Regions from separate parts of the Mus musculus genome. Here region 2 is linked to region 1. A link is a contact called in public promoter capture Hi-C data. All regions are on one chromosome and are shown on one strand. Each heading gives the region's core, a stretch centred on a gene start, on an enhancer-like site or on the middle of the called end of the contact. The rest is flanking DNA. Distances are from core to core; before and after follow the strand shown. Region 1 holds the start of Cpeb2 (cytoplasmic polyadenylation element binding protein 2). Region 2 has its middle 40 kb from the start of Cc2d2a.

Region 1 (3,317 bases), core at 158-2,657:
GTAAATGAATTTTATAAAATATGTTTTTGGGAAACTTAGCTTATTAATCACACATAGATCTTATAAAGTATTTTCTTTTTGAAGTGCTGTTCTCTTTTTACTGATTATTTGACTTGCATACTTTTGAAATAAGATGAGGAACCAAATTCAACTGACAGGGGCTTCAGAAAGACATCTACCTAACTTCCTTAAGAGACTAGTAAGTTACAACATCATTAGTCCAGTCTGAATCAACTTTCTGCAAACTGTTGAGATTTCAGTAGGTATTTCTGGAATCCATTCAGTAATTTCAGTTTTCTAAGCACCAGGAAAACTTAAAAATAAAAACTAAGAACATACAATTCTTTATTATGTCGTGTGGATCAGTTATCATTGGACTAAACAGTCAAGTGTGGTTTTCTCTGTGTAAAATGTTCCTGTGGGGAGGAATTACACTGGATTAAGTCCCCATCCAGCGCTCCTCTGTCTACATGGAAAGCCTTTCCCCTTCCACTTTACAAGCCTCAACAAGTCCGCTGCTGAGTCACAATCTCCTTTCCCCCCTGATGTGAGAAATCTTTCTCCCTTGAAAATTAATAAAGCTTCGGAAATGTTCCGATGAGAGTCTCCCGGGGGAAGGAAGCCAGAAAGAACTTGTAGAGGAGGAGTCCGGCACCCCTGGGTTGTGGTGACAGCGCACCCAGGGCTTGCAGCAGCGGGGCCAGGAGGAGCTGGTCTCAGAACCTACTCAGAGCTCTCCTGCGCGAGTAACCACGCAGAGCCCTGTCGGCTCCCAGACTTTGTTCCCCTTGCTGAAGTGGAAATGTTTGCTGCAAAAGGCGCCGGTGTTTCGCGTTTTACTCTTAAAAAACAAACAAAAAAAAATGCCTTCCAGCGGTGGCAAGGGTGGGTGACAGCACGCGCGGCTCGCACCCGACCACAGAGCATGGGACCTTCTAGAGTCCTGCAAGCTTAGCGCCCTAGTCCTGCTAGCAGGTCTGGGACAGCGGCACTTCACGTGACCCCAGGGGCTGGGACAGGGCGGGGCCTGAGGAGGGGGCGCGTGCGACAGGGGACAGGAGGGGCGGTTGCCCAGGAACCGTCCGCAACGCCCGCGCGTGCTCGCCTCCGTGCGCACGCGCACGGTGCTCGAGACCCATTAGCCGTCTCCCCAACTTCCACCGGCTTTTTTTTCACCCCCTTGGGCTCCATTCAAGGTCCTGGACTGAGGGACGCGCCGCGCGCGCCCGCTGCCTCGCAGGGTCCACAACGCACGCTAATGAGGGGCGGGGCGGGGCGAGGCCGGCGGCGGCGGCGGCGGCGCGCTCGCGCGTGCCAGGGCGCGCGACAAGGGGCGGCGCGATTGTGAGGTGGCTGCTGACGCACGTTCCGGGGTTCTTAAGCGGCGAGGGCGGCGGCGGCCGAGGCAGCGGCGGTGGTGCCGGAGCCGGTTCCGGGAGGCGGCGGTGGCCTCCGTGAGGGGCGGCGGGGCCCCAAGTCGGTGCCCCGGCTCAGTCACAGTGTCCCTTTCCCATTGACCCCATCCTTCCACCACGGCCGCGCCGCCACGGCTCCCGGGGCTTTCTAGGCGGGGCAGGGGACGGGGTGCGTCTCCTGCCGCGGCCGCCGGCCTGATAAATGCGGGACTTCGGGTTCGGGGTGCTGCACACTGCCCTGCTGCGCAGCGGCAGCCCACGATCCTCGCCCGGCGGCAGCGCCTACCGGCCCTTCGCCGCCGGGCCGCCCGCCACGCCCTTCGGCCCGCTGTCGCCGCCGCCGTTGCCTGTCACCGGCTTCTCCGAGGCCGCCTCCCCCTTCGCCATCCCCTCGGGCGGCGGCGCGGCCAGCTCAGCCGCAGCTTCCTCTTCCTCCCCGCTCGTGGCGCATCCCCAGGCCGTGCAGGATGAGCTACTGCTCGGGCTGACACAGCAGCCGACGAGGCCGCTCTCGGGGGCGGCGGCCGCAGAGCAGCTCCCCAGCCACCACCCCGGCGGCGGCACGAACGCGGGTGTGACCCACCTCCTCCCCTCCCAGGACTTCAAACCGAGTCTGCACCACCCCTCCTCCTCCTCCGCCTCCTCCTGCTGCTGCTGCCGCACCTCCTCCCCGCAGGACTTCAGTAAGCGGCAGCAGCAGCAGCTGAGCAGCCAGAAGAGGAAAGAGTTGAGCCCGCCACACCGTCCCCACCCTCCGGACGCGAAGCCGCCGCCGCCGCCGCCGCCGCTCCACTGCCCCGGCCGCTTCAGCCCAACACCGCCAACGCCGCCACCACCGCCCGGGCCGCTCCTGCAGTCGGCGCCGCTCGCCCAGCGCTCTCAGCCGTTCAGCCTCCCGCACACGCAGCACCTCCCGCCGCAGGACTTCGCCCAGCGGCAGCGCCCGGTCGACCTGCCCCAGCTCCCGCAGCTCCCGCCCTCGCCGCCCGCAGCTCCGCGGCGCCGCCACGGAGGCGCGGGAAGCCCTCGCCAGACCCCGGCCGCGGGCGAGGGCAGCGCCGCCGAGCCCCCCAATGCGGGCTTGCCCCCCTCGACGCCGCCGGTGAACCCCGCGCCGGGCTCCATGGAGTCGCCCAACCACCCTCTGCTCAACAGCCCCAGCACCCTCCTGCCCGGCGCGGCGCTCGGCACCAGCGCCTTCAGCAGCCTGCAGAGCCCGGACCTGCCGCACCCCGGCGGCGGCGGGGGCGGGGGACCCCCCGGAGGGGGAGGCGGCTCCGCGTCTCCCCCACCGCTGCCCGGCTTCGGCACCCCCTGGTCGGTGCAGACCGCGTCGCCGCCGCCGCCCCAGCCTCCGCCGGCGACCCAGCAGCAGCCACCCCAGCAGCCGCAGCCGCCCCAGCAGCCGCCGCAACCACAGCCCCCGGGCTCCTCGGCTGCCACCCCGGGCAGCGGCGGCGGCGCGGGCGGCTCTCTGAGCGCCATGCCGCCGCCCAGCCCGGACTCGGAGAACGGCTTCTACCCCGGGCTGCCATCGTCCATGAACCCGGCCTTCTTCCCGAGCTTCTCGCCGGTGTCGCCGCACGGCTGCGCGGGGCTCAGCGTGCCGGCCGGCGGTGGCGGCGGCGGCGGCGGCTTCGGCGGCCCGTTCTCTGCTCCCACGGTGCCCGCGCCGCCCGCCATGAATTTACCTCAACAGCAGCCGCCGGCGGCGGCGCCGCAGCAGCCGCAGAGCCGGAGGTCACCCGTCAGCCCGCAGCTGCAGCAGCAGCACCAGGCTGCCGCAGCCGCCTTCCTGCAGCAGAGGAACTCGTACAACCACCACCAGGTAAGGCGTGCGCGGTGGGAACAGGAGCCGCCAAGCCCCCTCGAACGCCCCGGGCGCTCCGGCTTGGCGGCGGA
Region 2 (3,206 bases), core at 172-2,671, 390 kb after region 1:
CTCTAGGACACAAAGCATTCTGAGTGACATGGTGCCCAGAAATGAGCTTCCTCACAACTGTAGAACTAAGAGGAGCAGAAAATGGGCAGAGACCTCAGGAGAGTGGGAGAGGGCATAAGGCTCCCCTCTTAAATCACTTCCAACTCCAACGCTTCTAAAATGCCCTGCAAGGGGGTGGGGGGGCACAGTGAACCAAGAAGAGCAGCACACAGCCTTTCCACTGTTGCTCGAGGCTACCTAAGAGATGCAGTCAGCAGCCCTCAGGTCCCCAAAGCAACTCAGCTCTATTTACCAGGAATTTGCATGGACATATTTTGCTGTAGCCTTGTGGAGACAGAGGGTTTTGCCAATCTTCCTTCTGGAAGTCCTCTTTTAAGCACTCAGCAGCAGCGAGCAGTGGAGGGAGCATTCAGGGATTCTGAGTCCCCAAAACATTGCTTTTTGGCCCACATGAATTAGATGACCGTCCACATCCATCAGAGACAGGAAACCCAAGTAATGTGCCCACTGCCATGCCTTAGTGAATGCTGTTCTAACTGCTGCCTATAGGCTTGCATGCTCAGGTGCTGACACACCCATTGCTCTACCTCCCAGGGCCTCTGCTTTCCTGCATTTTCCAGGACATGCTACAAATATCTATAAGGGAACCACTCACACTTTTTTTTTAACCATAGTAAAACTTCAGGATCCTCTGTTTGACTGGGAGACATGTTTGTCGCCTCAGGACTGGCTCATTTGTGCCCAAAATACTCAGTGTGGCCAGACCACAGTGCTCTGAAAACAATGACAGGCAGCAATCTACCATCTGCCTTTTTCTGTGCAGAGAACAAAGACTGGCTCCGAAGGCCCCGTGCCAAGCAGAATCTAAAAGAGAGTCTCCATCACTATATCATTATGGCTGTAAAAGCACAAGCACTCTGAATTCTCTGCAAAACAGCCCCATCTATAGGGGCTGCATGCACTTGTATGTCCTTCTCAGATTTAACCCTGAGCTAAGGCGAGGGCAAATAGGAACACTCTCTCCCTGGACCGTATTTGCACCCCAGTGGCATTTGCAGATCAGCTCCAAAACACATCAAATGTGTTATACAAGTGAAGTGTCACAGGAAAGGAAAAAAAAATGTAGGAAAATTTCCACTGCCACTTCCATACTGTGGTTCCCAAGAGACACGTTCACATGTTTCTTTTCCTGCATCATAGTTTCTCACCCTTGGCACTGATGGCTTTGGAACAGATCATCCATGTTGGGAGGGGATACCTGCACATTTTAGGATGCCCTGCAACACCCCCTAGCATCTACCCATAGAGACAGAGGAACATCTTCTGGCTCATAACTATCAGCAGTGTCAAATGTCCATGGGTGATAAGAAACTGTCCCCAGTTGAGAACCAGTTCTCCACACTGTTGGAATGCTGACAGGTGTAGCAACAAATTAGTTAAACCACCAATTTGGCTCCCAGCAGGCCGTGCACACTTCACGACTAGCTTAATAGTTTGGCACTTTTAAAACTCCCTGCAGCTGATCTTCACAAAACCAAGGGCCTCTCCTCCCATTGATGGCTTACTAGGCCATCCTCTGCTACATATGCAACTAAAGACAGAGCTCTGGGGGTGGGGTACTGGTTAGTTCATATTGTTGTTCCTCCCATAGGGTTGCAGACCCCTTTAGCTCCTTGGGTACTTTCTCCTCTAGGTCCTTCATTAGGGGCCCTGTGTTCCATCTAATAGATGACTGTGAGCATCCTCTTCTGTATTTGCCAGGTCCCAGTGCAGGGGAATACCAGGGCCAGGAAGCTGGAGTAGGTGGGTTGGGGAGCAGGGTGGGGGAAGTGTATAGAGGATTTTCAGGATAGCATTTGAAATGTAAATGAAGAAAATAATAAAAATATTTTGACAATGTGGGTTATATCTAATTCTTTATTTCTCTACATTTTCTAGGGCAAAATAGAGTTCTATGATTTCCTGGGTGAGGATCTTTGTAGATAATAACGACAATAAAAATATAAGTATTTTCTCCAATTCTATATGCTCACATTGGGAGAGTAGGGATGGTAATGGCTTGGTTATATGCCTGCATGATACCAAAGCTCCATGTCATGTGAACTTGTTTCCATATATCTGAAGGGGGGATGATACCTATATCATAAGATTGTTGTATTGATTGAAAAAAATATTTTGTGAATAAAAAAAACAAAAAACAAACAAAAACTCCCTGCTACTACCAAACACTCCCCTCTGGTATTCCTGAGTTACCATCTTTTTTTTTTGTTGTTCTATTTTGTTTTGTTTTGTTTTGTCTTGTTTTGTTTTGTTTTGTTTTTTCAAGACAGGGTTTGCATCTTTAAAATCTTTAACAACTTTTAAAATCGATATTTCATCTCTGCTATCCTAGACCCAATCTGGGAAGTGGCTTCTAGGGCCACTTTCCTGGATTCTTACATGTGCTGGAGGGCCTTTATGTCTCATCTTTCTCCTTCCCCATCATGGAGTTTCTCCTCTTCTTCCCCTCACTCTCAGTCTCTTGCCAGCAAAATCTAAAAGTCCTGCCTGTCTCCTGGGCCAGCCATTGGCCGAATGGCAATTCTTTATTATCAATCAGATCCTCGGGTCTGGAAGCATGGCTTTTGGGAGCTGAAATAAGACAAAGCATTAGAACCGATTCCCCACAGACAGAGCCTGCTCAGGATCTGCAGTCTCCCTTTTGGCCTGTAACCGGCTCCTAAGTGACATTTGTACAGGTATATGCCCACAGTTGGCCATCAGTTCCTTCATGACAGCCTCCAATAGGCATAAATTCATCCTGAAGTTGTTCAAGAAGCAATAAGAAAACTCTGTCTTAACAATATGAACTAACCAGTACCTCCAGAGCTCGTGTCTCTAGCTGCATATGTAGCAGAAGATGGCCTAGTCAGCCATCACTGGGAAGAGAGGCCTCTTAGTATTACAAACTTTATATGCCTCAGTACAAGGGAATGCCAGGGCCAAGAAGCAGAAGTGGGTGGGTAGGGGAGCAGGGCGGGGGGAGGGTATAGGGAACTTTTGGGATAGCATTTGAAATTTGAAATGTATATAAAAAATATGTAATAAAAATGAAGATTATGACATGTAAAAAAGAAAGGAAGAAAGAAAGAAAGAAAGAGAGAGAGAGAGAGAGAGAGAGAGAGAGAGAGAGAGAAAGAAAGAAAGAAAGAAAGAAAGAAAGAAAG

What was found. Promoter capture Hi-C pulls out the DNA fragments that hold promoters and counts their contacts.
Region 2: a promoter capture Hi-C map of hippocampal neurons shows a contact between it and region 1, with 2.3 times the contacts expected there. The contact joins the enhancer-like site here to the promoter of Cpeb2 in region 1. A contact is called at or near these places in 1 of 39 promoter capture datasets (hippocampal neurons), 4 of 484 Hi-C or Micro-C datasets (the N1E-115 cell line, cerebellar granule neurons, cerebellum and 1 more) and 2 of 115 datasets of contacts at active chromatin or transcription factors (embryonic forebrain and forebrain).

What each region holds. Positions count from the first base shown.
Region 1 is chr5:43,231,846-43,235,162 of GRCm38.p6, forward strand. Cpeb2 (cytoplasmic polyadenylation element binding protein 2) reads left to right here and starts at 1,408. Exons shown (of 12, transcript NM_001368806.1): 1 at 1,408-3,243. The coding sequence starts at 1,618. Gm7854 (predicted gene 7854) reads right to left here. Exons shown (of 8, transcript NR_028417.2): 1 at 3,107-3,317.
Region 2 is chr5:43,621,225-43,624,430 of GRCm38.p6, forward strand. No RefSeq gene overlaps it. Among named protein-coding and RNA genes, the nearest start is that of Cc2d2a, 40 kb to the right of the region's middle. Within about 2 kb of position 1,422, at least 16 of the 459 cell types and tissues checked have an H3K27ac peak or open chromatin away from gene starts, as enhancers often do. A contact at or near this core is called in the N1E-115 cell line, cerebellum, cortical neurons and 1 more, where this site is marked.